2 separate regions of the Anser cygnoides genome follow, and region 1 is linked to region 2. The links are chromatin contacts, called in public Hi-C maps. All regions are on one chromosome and are shown on one strand. The core of a region is the stretch at or near the end of the contact, and the rest is flanking DNA. Distances in the headings are between cores, read along the strand shown. Region 1 overlaps SH3TC2 (SH3 domain and tetratricopeptide repeats 2). Region 2 holds the start of UBTD2 (ubiquitin domain containing 2).

What was found. Hi-C and Micro-C count contacts between places; a contact is called where the count stands out from the background.
Region 1: a Hi-C map of fetal liver shows a contact between it and region 2, with 1.7 times the contacts expected there. The contact joins the enhancer-like site here to the promoter of UBTD2 in region 2. A contact is called at or near these places in 5 of 7 Hi-C or Micro-C datasets (fetal liver, granulosa cells and liver).

Annotation. Positions count from the first base shown.
Region 1 is chr14:11,146,470-11,149,863 of Taihu_goose_T2T_genome, forward strand. SH3TC2 (SH3 domain and tetratricopeptide repeats 2) reads right to left here. Exons shown (of 19, transcript XM_013191898.3): 13 at 2,673-3,394; 14 at 2,402-2,582; 15 at 813-963. Among named protein-coding and RNA genes, the nearest start is that of SH3TC2, 12 kb to the right of the region's middle. Within about 2 kb of position 1,677, at least 1 of the 3 cell types and tissues checked has open chromatin away from gene starts, as enhancers often do. A contact at or near this core is called in fetal liver, where this site is marked.
Region 2 is chr14:10,969,479-10,973,055 of Taihu_goose_T2T_genome, forward strand. It overlaps UBTD2 (ubiquitin domain containing 2), which reads right to left and starts at 1,622. Exons shown (of 3, transcript XM_048080408.2): 1 at 1,467-1,622. The coding sequence starts at 1,536.

The DNA.
Region 1 (3,394 bases), core at 427-2,926, 180 kb after region 2:
CAGCTGATGCTAGAGCCACGGATGCTCGATCACCCAGGTCCCTGAGCAGCCCCCCAGTACCAGTAACACAGGTGCCTCTAGCACCCTGATTTGGGGGCACTACGCTGATGGGAAAGGCTCTTCGCCTTGTCCCCAGCACCAGGTGCCTCAGGCGCCCAGCCCCACCAGCTCTGAAATGCTTCTGGGGTCACAGAGTGAGGGCCCAGAGCATCCCCTGTGTGTGCCCAGGCTGGTGCTTTGCTGGATACCACAGCTCAGTGCAACGCCAGCAGACCCAGCCAGCCTCCTGCTCTGCTTACTTTGGGTATGTGGAAGGCTTCTGCATCTTTAAATAGATGCTCCCTGGAGGATGCAGCCCTAAGATTTTATGAGTAGCTCTTCATCTTTGCAGCCCAGCTGACAGAATAATGTTAGAGATGGAAAGAAGCCAGAAGTTTTCTACTCCAAGAAGTCTCCAAGCACTTCCCCGGCACCTCACCCTCTATCTATGTGCATTTTGATGGGAACTGACCACCTAGCAGCTCCAGCTCTCTCTGGCACTCCCACATCAATTTCTGACTCAATAAATTCACTTGCTGTCACCCCAGAATCCTCCAAACCCGACTTATGGAAGGAAAGATAGGAAATTTAATGGCAGATAGCACACGAGTGCTGAGGCAACAGCTCTTCTTTGCAGCAGCAGGTTTCTACTGATCAAGAGAAAACTTCCCAAGTTCTCCAGCCCCAAATGTCTCCCACTGAGCCACACAGCCCTGATGGGAATGCACCTAGCCAGGGTGGGAACGGGGCTGCTCCATACACCTCCTCCATACCTGGAAGTACATTTCCACCAGCTCGTCTTCCTGCATAAGGTAGTAAAGCCTTCCTGCCTGCAGCCAGGCCTCTGCCACCTTGCCAGTCTCCTCCAGGTCGATGAAGATCCTTAGGCTCTGCTTGGTGCAGTCCAGAGACCGTCTCAAAGCCCTGTGGCAGCAATGGGCAGAAAGCCATTACAGAGCAACCACGGGGCACCAGCAGCCAGCTGCAGGGCTACAGCATGTCCCCGTTAGCAGTGCTGTCTTCTCCTCCTGCTGTTGCTGCAGGTTAGAGCCAAATGGACAGCCACAGCTCCCAGAAATGTGTCCTGGCAAAAGGGCAGGACATGTACGTGTGTCTTCTGTCTCAGCACAGCCCCAGGGGAGCTGCTCCCCAGTGGCTGCTCCTCATTTCAGCTGATGAAGCAGGTTTGTCCAGGCCACCTGCAAAGCCTATTTGCCCCCTGCACCGAGCCCCAAGTCACCCCCAGCCACACAGGGAGTGCAGGCTGGCAGTGCTTGCGCCTTCATCTCCCAAACAGCCTCTGGAACCCAGATCCACATCTCGGCCTGCTGTTTGCCCCTTGGGGCATCCAAAAAGGCGGCTCTGTGGCCACATGTGCAAGGCCTGACAGCCCCTTCCCAAGCCCCGTGTCACTGGAGGACGAGGGGACGAGCAGCAGGACGAGGTGGCAGGCTGAAGGCACGAGGCACCCGTGGCCAGGGGAGCGCGGGGCAGTGCCCAGGACATGTCTGCTTGCCTGGTGTCTCGCCTGCTGCTGACTGCGCTCCAGCTGTCCTTCCAGCCCAGGCTGGGGGACGCTTTGTGATCTTAAATAGCACCGCTCACATGACAGGCGTCTGCTTCCTAAATTCCTTCCCTCTGAACTCACTGCGACCCAGCACGGGAAGGTTAACGTCCCAGTTAACGACAGTCCCTGCCCGCTTGTCCTCCTGGGACGTGGGAGCCAGATCTCCGCTGTTTGACACGTTTTCTTTCAAAACTGGAAGAAAGTCTGTGGTCTGCCCAAGTCTTTCTCTCCCCTCCTGCCTAACCTTATGCCACCTGCATACGTCAAGCAGGAGATTGAAGGGTGAGCTGATAGAGGGCCTTACGTGCAATCCTGGGGAAAATATTCCGGTAGAGATAGGAAGGGCAGATTCAGTGGCTGGAGGCTGAAGCCAGGCTTATTTCAATAACTGATAAGGAGACTATTTTTGCTGGCGGACGGTGATTAATCACTGAAATAAGCCTCCAAAGGAAGTGATGAATTCCCTGTCACTGGGTCCCCTCTGAAGAGGGCCGCGTGTCTCTCTGGAGAGCCGTGTTTGGCCGTGCCCCAGCTCGCAGCCCAGTGTTTGCCCAGCAGTCACCACGTTCTGGCTGACATTGAGCTGTTCCCCCCATCACGGCGCAGGGACAGCTCACAAACCTCAGCAGTTCCCCAGCCACCAGCCTGCCTGCAGGGAGCTGCCACACGCCGTCCCCACATCTCCCCAGGGACTTTGGCTCCAGACACCTCAAAAAGGCCACTGTTCTGGTGTTGGGTGAGCAGAGACACTGCTCTAACAGCATCTACATGGAAACAGCCCCAAACAGGACTTACTCGGAGGTGTCCAAAGCCTGGTAGAGCTGGCTGAGGGTCTGCCGAACATTGCCTTCCATCTCTCTGTCCTGGAGCTGCTGGGCCAGAGACACCCAGTGCTCGTGGTAGGTGATGCAGGCCTGGAGGTTGGGGGACACCTTGCTGTAGAAATGGCAGAGAGCCTCCGTGACGTGGAGCTGACCTGCGTGGTATAGGGAAGGGAAAGGGATGGCTTTAGGGACCTAACAGGCGCTGCCCCGCGGTGAGTTCTTGCCAGCCAAGTGGTACTCACTCCTCACGTTACGCCACTTCAGGGCAAAACCCAGCGCCAGTTCATAGCAGAGCTTGCCATCTTCCACCCTCTGCCTGTTCACCATGGCCTGCGCCAGCCACAGCAGCACTTGCACCGCCTCCAGCTCCGGGTCTTGGCAGCCCTGCAGCTCAGCGTAGAGCCGAGCAGACTGCAGCAGGTAGTGCTCAGACAGCTGGCTCGCTCCGTGCGAGAGGCTCAGCTGCCCCAGGTTGGCCAGGGCGATGGCCTGGTTCCTCTTGTTGCCGGTCTCCTTGGCCTTCTGCAGGGCCCGGAGGTAGTTCTCCGCAGCCTTCTGCACCCGCCCTTCCCCTTTGAGGGCAATGGCCAGGAGGTTGTGCACAGCCCCCCCCTGCGTCACGCTGTCCGTCCCGTGCAGGGACCGCAGGAGCTGTCCCATGAGCTCTGCAGCTGGGCCCGGCTGGCTGTTCAGGAGATACATCCACCCCAGGGAGAGGGAAGACTCAAAGGCCTCCTCCTCGCCCATCAGCTTGCTGAAGGCCACGGCCCTGGTGGCGTGGCGGAGCGCCCCGTGCAGCAGGCCGTGCTGGAGGTGCAGCCGGGACAAGATGGTGCACAGCGTCCTCTGGGTGGGCACGGCCCTGCTCTCGCAGGAGAAACGCAGGGCCTGCTGGAGGTAGAAACAAGCCAGCGCCGGGATGCTGCTCCTCTCCGGTTGGCTTCCCAGGAGCTTGGACGTACAC
Region 2 (3,577 bases), core at 372-2,871:
AGGGAAGATAAGAGCGAGGAAATTAAACCACAGCTATTTCTGTGACATGATCTCACCTCGCAACACCTAGCTACTGAAGCAGGACTCTGAAAAATCGTCAGCACAGCTTTTAATGCTATTTTTTGGTCAAGATTTTACAGGTATGTTACTATTCCTTCCATTCTTTTTCCTTGACATCTAGTATGCTCTGGTCCCTTACTCGCTCTTGCATCTCTTACTGGTTGGTAAGTTTGCTTAGTACTAATGTAGTTTTTAGGTAACTTGATTTTTTTTTAAAAAAAGGGGGGGAGGGAGGAGGGGAGAGTAAGAAAGACTCACATTAGGCAAAGCTATAAAATTCCTTTTAATGTCAATGATGTGATTAAATCCCACACATCTGGACTTCCTGGTATTTCTGTGAACTATGTATCTGGCATTAATCAGCAGGTGGCTGCTTCAGATGTAAAAGCTGCGTTTTTTGGACATTGTGGAACAGCAATAAAGTCACTGCTGTGACAGAACACCCATCAGCTGGGCTGTCTGAGGTAAAAACAGACCAATAAATAATACTCTGTAAGGTACAGAGGAAGATGTTCATCTAGGTCAGCAGTTTTCAACCTGAAATCTGTGGACCCTGCATGTGCGAGGAATACTTATACAAGTGTCCTGTTGGTAGGCTGGCTTTAAACGACTGCACAGCATACAGAGCTCTGCTGGAGAACATCAGGGGTCCGCAAACCTAAGACTGAAAACGCAATCGCTCAGACATTTAGGTAGGGTAAAACAGAAAGGCTGAGGCCACTTACACTGCAGAAGTGTTTCCACACAGGCTACGCTGGCTAAGGAGGTGTGCACTTGCACATGAGCGCGCACAGGCTGCTCCAGCATCTGAAGTCCCTGGAAACTGACTACTTAGCAGGGGTGATCCAGGCTAGAGGAAAGCATCCATCTTCCTCGGAGAGAATTTAAAAAAAAAAAAAAAAAAAGCCCAACCCACAGCAGTGCCAGGACCTAAGTTATCTGAAGAATTATTTCCCACACACCACAAGGAGCTGAGCCCAAGGAAAACAAAGTTTGGGAGCCCGGGGCAGGCTGTTCCCCCAGCCCGTGTTTATTTCCCCAGCACCGGGGCTGGGGGCGACGGGGGGTGGTGGGCTTCGTCCGCGCTCCCCCCCCCCGGGGCACCGGGGGGGCAAACACAGCTCCCTGCTCCCGGATCCATCCCGGGACGGCTCTCGGCGAGCGGGGACGCCCCCGAAGGGCTCCGAGCGCCCCCGGTCCCCGCAGTGCCCTCCCCGGGAAAGTTGCGGCCCGGCCGGCCGTGTGTCGGGGAGGGGAACCGGGCACGGCGCCCCGAGCCCGGGGGGCGCAGCGCTGCTCCCCCCCGGCCCCGGCCCCGCCGCAGGCCCCGGGTCCCCGCGCGGCTCGGTGGGCAGCCAGCCCTCCCTCCGTCCTTCCCTCCCCTCCCTCCGGGCCCCGGCTCTCACCTCCGGTGCCGTCCGAGTTCTCGTTGAGGCTGCCCGAGGAGTCGTGGTGGGAGCCCACACACCCGCCCATGGGGCCCGCAGACCCGCCGCCCTCCGCTCCCCTCCGCTCCGCTGCCGCCCCCCCACCCCCCTCCCCCTGGAGCCGAGCTCCGCCGCCGGCCGGCCGGGCAGGCGCGATGGCTCCGGAGCCGCCTCCGAGCTCCGCAACACCGCCCCCGGGGCGCGGCCTGCCTCGCGCCGCGCCGCTCCGCCTCCGCCGCCGGGCCCCGGCTCGCCCCGGCCCGCTCTGCCCGCGGCCCGGCCCGGCCCGGCGTAGGCCTCGGCGGAGCCTGAGGCCGGGCTGGGCCCGTCCGGGCGGTGCGAGGCGAGGGGCCGGGCGGCGGGCAGGCCGCGGGGCTTCGCGTGGGGAACCGGGGCCGCCCCCGGCTCCTCGCAGCCCGCAGGGTCCAGGCCGAGACCCAGGGGTCGTGCGGAGCCTGCCCTGACCTTGCTTCGCAGTCTGGGGCTTTCCTTCCCCCCCCCCTTTTGCCAATACCGTTTACATTTTTACATAGAAAGTACACGCACGCTCGGATAAATCTATAGCCTGCTAATAACACCTCAGTGTTAATAGCATGCCAGTTTAAATTAAAAACAACGCTAAGCAAAAATAGTGCCTCGTGGCCAATCAGGACTTGCCTTCAATCCTCTGAGAAGAAAAGTTTGCTTTTTTTGTGCACTTCGTGCCCAAAGAGGTTATATTATTTTAGTAGCGATCTCACTGTGGAATTACGGTTCGTACGCTATCAGATGTACTGTCGCTCTTCAAAACAGCTAGCAATAAGAACATTGAACATTGAAAAATAAGTCAGAACATTGAAAAATGAAAGCAGACGCTGCAAAAAATAAAACATGATAACAGACTGAGCTCTGGGTTCCCCTATGTTCTGCTGTACACAGCAGCTTAATGTTCTGCTACACACAAAAAAAAGCAGAAAATGGAACCGAGGCTGAACATATTTTACCTACTTACAGATAACAATGCAAATACATTTTTTTTTTTTAATTAAAATGCCATAGCTGTTCATAGGGCTCATAGTCACCACATGAGAGGAACACACAGACAGGTCCGTTTCTACCATTAATTTTCATATGTATTCTTCATGCTGGAAGACCAGTCAACCTTTGGGAAGACACCTGTGTCAATAATTAAAATCCCAAATGTATGAGATAAGCTGAGTGCAAGAGGCTGAACACTTCATCATCTGAGAACAAAATGATGTAGAGTCGATCTGCTTTATGGGCCCAAATAGGAATTTCACAAATCGTAAGAAAATGTGGGGAAAGATCATTAGAATCTGCCTGCATTCACGCTAATTACAAGAAAAGCAAAATTTTCTTTTCTGTGAAGAACTTTAAACCAGAGAAAGGAAACACATAGCACTCAAGTTGTTTGAGCTTTCTTTTCAGCTGGTATCTGTAGGCCACACAGGTTGTCTGCTTGAGCGTGCACAGGTATTTTGAAAAGTATACTGGGTACTTTTGTTTGTTTGTTTGGGTTGGATGTAATTGTTTCAAAATTGTAGAAATAGAGAATAAAATAAAGGATGTTTACAATTTTTGATGAGAGTAGGTGTTGATGTGTGCATATCATTGTAAGAGTGTAACTGTACAGAGAGAAAGCATGAACTGCGCTTAGGTACTGGGAGGGCTTCTGCTGCTGGCTATCATCCTGCCCGCTGAGATCCCAAAAACGGCTGTCAGTGAAGCTGGTGGGGGTTAACCAGAATGTGACTCTGTTCCATAACGGAGTGGCTGCAGGACAGCGAGCTGGCATGGAAAAGTATGTCCACCCTGACACAGCAGTCTGCTTGCGGAGCATTGCAACAACACATTGACGCATGATGCTCTGAATATTTGGTACTAAACCCTTTCATTAACTACCTTGTTCTCACACACGTGCTGTATTTAGTACATGGTAGATATATATATGTATTAGTGTGTATGTAAATATTCAAATTAGCCAAGGTCAATATTTACTGCTTGATCCCGTGTATCTGGATGCAGTCGCAATGTACTAATAAAGTACAGAAGACAAACGAAGGCTTTTCCTAAACAAATGATATATTTTG